Regions from separate parts of the Mus musculus genome. Here region 1 is linked to region 2. The links are chromatin contacts, called in public Hi-C maps. All regions are on one chromosome and are shown on one strand. Each heading gives the region's core, a stretch centred on a gene start, on an enhancer-like site or on the middle of the called end of the contact. The rest is flanking DNA. Distances are from core to core; before and after follow the strand shown. Region 1 holds the start of Psmd2 (proteasome (prosome, macropain) 26S subunit, non-ATPase, 2). Region 2 has its middle 17 kb from the start of Abcf3.

What was found. Hi-C and Micro-C count contacts between places; a contact is called where the count stands out from the background.
Region 1: a Hi-C map of cortical neurons shows a contact between it and region 2, with 2.0 times the contacts expected there. The contact joins the promoter of Psmd2 here to the enhancer-like site in region 2. A contact is called at or near these places in 8 of 39 promoter capture datasets (the C10 cell line, cranial neural crest, embryonic stem cells and 5 more), 1 of 15 datasets of contacts at CTCF or cohesin (CD8 T cells), 20 of 484 Hi-C or Micro-C datasets (the G1E-ER4 cell line, the HPC-7 cell line, bone marrow-derived macrophages and 13 more), 8 of 115 datasets of contacts at active chromatin or transcription factors (the NIH/3T3 cell line, the SCID.adh cell line, embryonic stem cells and 3 more) and 4 of 9 other capture datasets (adipose tissue, embryonic stem cells, liver and 1 more).

The regions. Positions count from the first base shown.
Region 1 is chr16:20,650,295-20,653,378 of GRCm38.p6, reverse strand. Psmd2 (proteasome (prosome, macropain) 26S subunit, non-ATPase, 2) reads right to left here and starts at 1,727. Exons shown (of 21, transcript NM_134101.2): 1 at 1,528-1,727; 2 at 1,079-1,135; 3 at 622-786. The coding sequence starts at 1,662.
Region 2 is chr16:20,563,775-20,566,991 of GRCm38.p6, reverse strand. No RefSeq gene overlaps it. Among named protein-coding and RNA genes, the nearest start is that of Abcf3, 17 kb to the right of the region's middle. Within about 2 kb of position 1,706, at least 3 of the 459 cell types and tissues checked have an H3K27ac peak or open chromatin away from gene starts, as enhancers often do. A contact at or near this core is called in cortical neurons, where this site is marked.

The sequences.
Region 1 (3,084 bases), core at 478-2,977, 86 kb before region 2:
CAGAAGAGAGAGAAGGGACATTAAATATAAGCCTTAGAAAGCCAGGCATACTGGCTTATGCCTCTAACCCCAGCACTCCAGATAGAGGCAGGAGGAGGAGGAAGGTCATAAAATAAAGTTCCGTCTAGGCCACACAGCCGAGTTTGAGGTCAGCTAGAGGGGCTGGAGAAAAGGATCAACACTTAGGAGGACTTCCTGCACGCTCATGAAGATCAGAGTTCAAATCCCAGCACCTATTAAGACATCCCAAAAACCTCCAAAAACCAAAATCAAAAAGACATCCCAAAACCAACTATAAAGACCGAGGGTCTTTAGGCATGCATAGGCGTGACACTTATGCATATGCACATGCATACAAGCACATGCATTCAGGCACACACATATATGCACACACTATAAAAATTTTAAATTAAGTCAGAAACACATCGTGCTAAGAAAATCTTAAGATATAATGAAGCAGAAACTTCTAAGGAGCTGAGAAGCATTCTCAGGCTTTCCACTGGAGAATCAGTCTCACTGTGATGAACTTTCCAGCTAGATGGGGTCCACTAGGCTTTCAGTGACTTAGCATTAAAAAAGGAATTATTCAACTGGACAGGTCCCAGCCATATTCTGAATTACCTTATTCTCCCCAGGGGCCATGTTCTCATAGATTTCCTTCAATTTGCCATAGTGTGGACGCAGAAATTTGAGAGGCTTGGGTACTGAAGTCATGGAAGTTGTAGAAGAACGAATTTGTCTTCTCAGTTCCTCCAGAGCTGGTCGATATAGAGATGTATCTTTCTCCTAATAGGGGATGTTAATGCTCAGACCAAAAGGAGTCACATTTCTCCACATCACGACCCATACATACTTAACCAATGCTTTGGTCAAAGACATAACTGGCTCCTATTTCATGATGCCTCAACCCCTGTAAATGACCTGAGACCCATGACCCCATTTAAATACCCTTTGTAACTCTTCCCTCAAATTATCGTAATATCTAATATGTGGTATCTAATTGTTGCCTCAAAATGAAATAGAGTAAACAAATGAGAAACATCAACTATACTCCCCCTGTAGTAACATCTTGACTCACCCCGAGTCGCTCCACGAGCATCTCCAGTTCATCTTGAAGCTGTTTGTCCTCCTCAGACTGGAGGGTTAGGGGAAGAAGCTCATCAAAAGTGGGGACCCGAATCACATTCTCCTCCCACTTACCCCGGGACAGGTGAAGAGTGTGAATGTCTATGGACAAGAAGAGGGCGTGGGATAGGGAAGCAGCCCTATAGGAAAGGCTGTCTACCTTAGGAACCAGGCAGACTCTGCTTGGAAGCCATTCTAGGAAATAACCAAAGAACCGCGATGTGATGGTGAGGGCCTCAGGGAGTGACAGTGCGTAATGGGGCGGGCAGGGTATAAAGAAAGGGTCGCCCCATCCTGAGTCTCCCCGGTGCGGTGGGCAGTACGGAGTCGGGCCCGAGGCCTTCGAGCCAGCAGTGACTCAGCCCAAGGCCTCCTCCTCGGGCTCCCCAGGCTGCGCCTCACCAGCTCCTGCTCTTTGTCTTTTTCCCCGGCATCCCTTCGCTCCTTGCCACTCGACTTCTCGTCCGCGCCGCTGGGGGTTGTCGCGGAGGGCTGTTGGGACTGCACGGGTGTCTTGTCTCGTCCACCCTCCTCCATCTCCGCCACTACTGCCGGCCTGCTGCGCGCGCACCTGCTCGCACCGCCCCTTTTCCCAGAAGGCCACGCGCGTTGTCCTCCAGACCGGAAGCGCCCTGCGGATCCCGAGTCCCGCCCTCTGGAGCAGGACGGGAATTACTGTTCCGGCTTCCAGCCCGAACGGCTACTGTTGAGTTAGGGTGTCTCTGTGCGTGCAAGGGTGGTCTGACTGCAGAGATGCCTAGCTCTCCGATCCTGTAGCTTCACCACAACTGGATGCATGGTACGATGAGAAGGTCATCCTGAAGACAGGACGTCCATACATGTTCATGCTTGCTTTAGTCCTCTGTAGGAGATTTCTATGAGCTCAAAACTCTTCAAGTCTTGACCGAGTCTGTGTGACTTCGGTGTAATTATGCCACTACTACTGTGGAATAGTAACCGCAAACCATTTCCCCCAAAGTGAAGATGAAATTTACTTATTTATTATCCCAGGTTAGCCTCGAACTTACTTTCTAGCAGAGAATAACTTCATTACAGACATGAGCTGCTGATGCGTGTAGATCTTGGATTCTAGGCATAACCATCCATTTCCACTGCCAATGACTTCTTCAGCCTTTGGAGAGAGATTGAACAGCCCATTGCTGCTCTGCCTGTTCTATAGCCGTATAGTCCTCTGTAGGAAATGTCTACCGGTTTCTGTTTCTATGACTTCTATCACAGATAAGAATACATACATACGTACATACATGCATACATATATCAGGCACATACCATATGTATGGTATATAAATATTTAGTATGTATATTTCATGTATACATATGTGTGTATATGTATATATGTGTGTATATGTATATATATATATATATATAATCAACAGTCACATACCAATTAGTATGTTGGAGATGAATTGGAAATTGTGCCCTAAAAGGTTTATCAAGAAGCTGATGAGTCCAGATGAAGAGGATATGAAAAGCTGTTGGGATATATTTCAAGTTATTTTGTAGGAATACATTGTTTTGAAATAAAAACTTGGAAAAATGTGGGAAACTCAAACTTTCAAAACATGATATTAGAAACAAATCCTGCCATGCACCAGCAGTGTGGTTTTGGTAAGCTACCTAAATTAAGTCTGTTTTCTGCCTATGTGAAGTACAAAAAGTTTCTCTTGTAAGAACACTTAAAGAATGAAATGAGCTGGGCAGTGGTGGCGCACACCTATAATCCCAGCACTTGGGAGGCAGAGGCAGGCAGATTTCTGAGTCCAGCCTGGTCTACAGAGTGAGTTCCAGGACACAGAAAAACCCTGTCTCAAAAAAAAACAAAAAAAAAAAAAAAAGAAAAGAAAGAAAGACAGACAGAAAGAAAGAAATGAGCCAGGCATCGTGGCCCATACTTTCAATCCCAATATTTGGGATTAAATAAGGAGGCAAAGGCAGGTG
Region 2 (3,217 bases), core at 457-2,956:
CTGTCTCAAAACAAGCAAACAAACAACAAATAAAATTAAGTAAGTAAATAAATTGGCCAATGGGGACCAGGCTTAGTGCTATAATCCTAACACCAGAGAGGCAAAGCAGGATTGTCATCAAGATCAAGGGCAACCTTAGTTACATGAGAGCCAGTCTTCATAAAACAACACAACTGCATCCCTGGCATAGTGGTACAAAACCCAGACTTTTACAGGTGAGAGAGAGAGAGTTACAAGCACATGGGGAGACGAGGAGGAGAACAAAAACTGGGAGCTCTATGAAGTAGTGAATGGTGGAGTATGTCTGGAATAGAGCACCCAGGAAAAACTAGATGTGTGTGGTGTGTGTGGGTGTGTGCATGTGCAGAAGAGTCAGAAGAAAACATCTTTACAGTGGGAGAACCCAAGATTAGGTTCTTTCTGGGCCCAACAATACAAAGCAAGGGGTGTTCATTTTGACTGTGGAATCTGACTAAATGTAGTGGTTCTAGTCACATAGCATTACAAGCCATAGCTTACTAACAATCAGTAAGGCAAAGCCAGTGCAATGGTTCAGTGCATTAAGGTGTTTCTCGCCAAGCCTAATGGCCTGAGTTCACCTGGGACCATTCGGTGGGAAGGAAGGAACCAACTCCTGCAAGTTGTCCTCCAACTATAACAGGTGCAGTGTGGTATGTGTAGACATATGTACATATAAATACATGTACAAATAAATGTAATTTAAAAAATTAAAATCAGTAAAGCAAACAGGATGTGGTACACATATCTGTAATCATAGCATTTGGGAGACAGAAGGGAGATTAAGTAAGGCCACTTGAAGCTAAATAGTGAGGGTTTGGGCAGCCCTGGGCTATACTGAGACCCAGTTGCAACGGTGCTGGCAAGACACATTCTGTTGCTTGCAGAGCCTAACAGTTTGTGGTAAGTCTGGAGAAGCGGGAGAATCAGACCTGGTGCAGTGCAAATCCAGCCCATTATGCTGAGTCCTAGAAGGCTGCATAGGAGCTGTGGTTGTGGTTCCACCTGTCCAAGCTGGTGCCTATGTCAGTCACCAATGCTGCCTTCCCTAATGGAGGAGGTCCTTTGACCCTAAGCTGTGACTACCAGCCAGATTCAGGAAAATGACTCCATGTACACTGTAGGACTGAGTGAGATCCTGTGGGCATTATTGCCCACTTATGACTTCTAAACGCCATCAGACATCAAACTGTGGAATGTGTTCTTCACCTGGAGCTGCTCTTCCCACCAGCAGAGGTCCTCTGTGGTAGACCACTGGTATGAAGCAAGGTGCTCTTGCTAACAGTCTAGCCCATGGCCGTTCTAGAGCACACTTGACACCTGACCAAGAGCACTGATGCAAAAGGCCACAGCAGATAACCTATCTGATCCAGCAGGAGGCTGATATCGTTGACATCCATTCAGTCTGCTTGGCCTCCAATGAATGTGTATGTGTGTGTTTGTGTGTATTTGTGTGTATGTGTGTGTGTGTGGTGTGTATGGGAGGTCCTGAACATATACTTGGACAAGATCAAGCTAAAGCAAGAAACATGCTGTCCAGGCATAAGTTAAGCCAAACAAAACCAAAGCCTAACAAGAACAAGAGTCAATAAATCCAGCTCACAACAAATAGTAACGACTATTATAATAACTAAGCTGTGAGATACTAGAAACAGGAAGGCAGGCATGAAGTGTATCTTAGCAACCACACCCCTCTCTGAGCAGTGCACCTAGCAACCTAGGACTCCCACTAGCACTAAGCTGTACATACATCCCACTCTGGACAATGGAATAACTACTGTTATTTTATGATCAAACATGGACAGTTTCTTTTGTTTTTAGAAAGTCTGTGTAGCCCTGGCTGGTCTGAACTATGAAAACCAGGCTACTCATGGAGAGTCCTCTGCTTCTGTCTCTCTCTCTCTCTCTTTTTTTTTTTTTTTTTGGTTTTTTCGAGACAGGGTTTCTCTGTGTAGCCCTGGCTGTCCTGGAACTCACTCTGTAGACCAGGCTGGCCTCGAACTCAGAAATCTGCCTGCCTCTGCCTCCCGAGTGCTGGGACTAAAGGCGTGCGCCACCACCGCCCGGCTGCTTCTGTCTCTTAAGTGCTAGGGTTAAAGGCATGTACTACCATGTCCAGATCAATTTCTATTCAAATGTATTTCCAATATATCTAGGTCCAAGGGAAGGAGAGCCAATCTAGCCTGACCTTGGGGTGCGTGATCAGCAAGGCATAACTGCGATTACAGGCAAACTTTTAGGGGCATCCTCCACTTACCATCTTAAGCCTGTGCATTATTGGGTGTGCACATGATTACAGTCAAACACATTATGGAAAGGGACATGTGCAGTTGACAGGCTCATGCAATCCAAGCCTGTCAGACAAAATAGAAGCATACACCCTAGTAACCAAATTCCTCTAATCTAAAAGGCAGTCCCGACTGCCATCAGGGCCCTTCTACCTTCACTCATGTGGCCCGCTGCTCTCTTCAGCCTTCTCTATTACTTTGCTTTAAATGAAATTCCCTTGCTCCTTTGGGGGCTTTCATTTCATTCTTGAATAAAGATCCAAGAACCTGGAAACATTCCTGGGCCCAGACCACAAGTGACAAAGCCATAGTGGGAGTTTTCCTGTGACACCTATTTAACAGTTATTAGGGGCATGTGACTACACTTTGACTGATAAACTTGGATTGCATGAGCCCATGCTCACTGCCCATGTCCCTTCCAATAATGCATTTGTTTTAATTATGGTCACAACAATGTACAACTCTCCAATACACTGTTATTCCTGTTTTACTGATTAGGGAAAACAAGGTGTTGAGAGATGTAATATACCCTTCTTACTCCATTCTGGGCTCCTTAGTTTATGAGTAAAAACAAATGGGAGGGGTAGAGACAGGTCAATTGCTAAAGTGCTTGTCTTACAAGCAAGAGGACCTTGAGTTTGATCCCCCAAACCACATAAAAGGCCATGCTCGGTAGTGTGTGCCTATAACTTGAGTGATGTTGGCTCCTGGAACCCTGCTGGCCAGCTAGTTTATTTGGTAAAGTTCCAGGAGAATGATAGACTCTGCTTCAAAAGGTCAAAGGACCTGAGGAGTAACTCCTGAGGTGGTCCTCTGATCTCCACAGGGATGCACTCATACATACATACCCACACGTGTGTCCACCAACACACATGCAAGTGTACACATACATGTAATGAATTAAAAAGCAA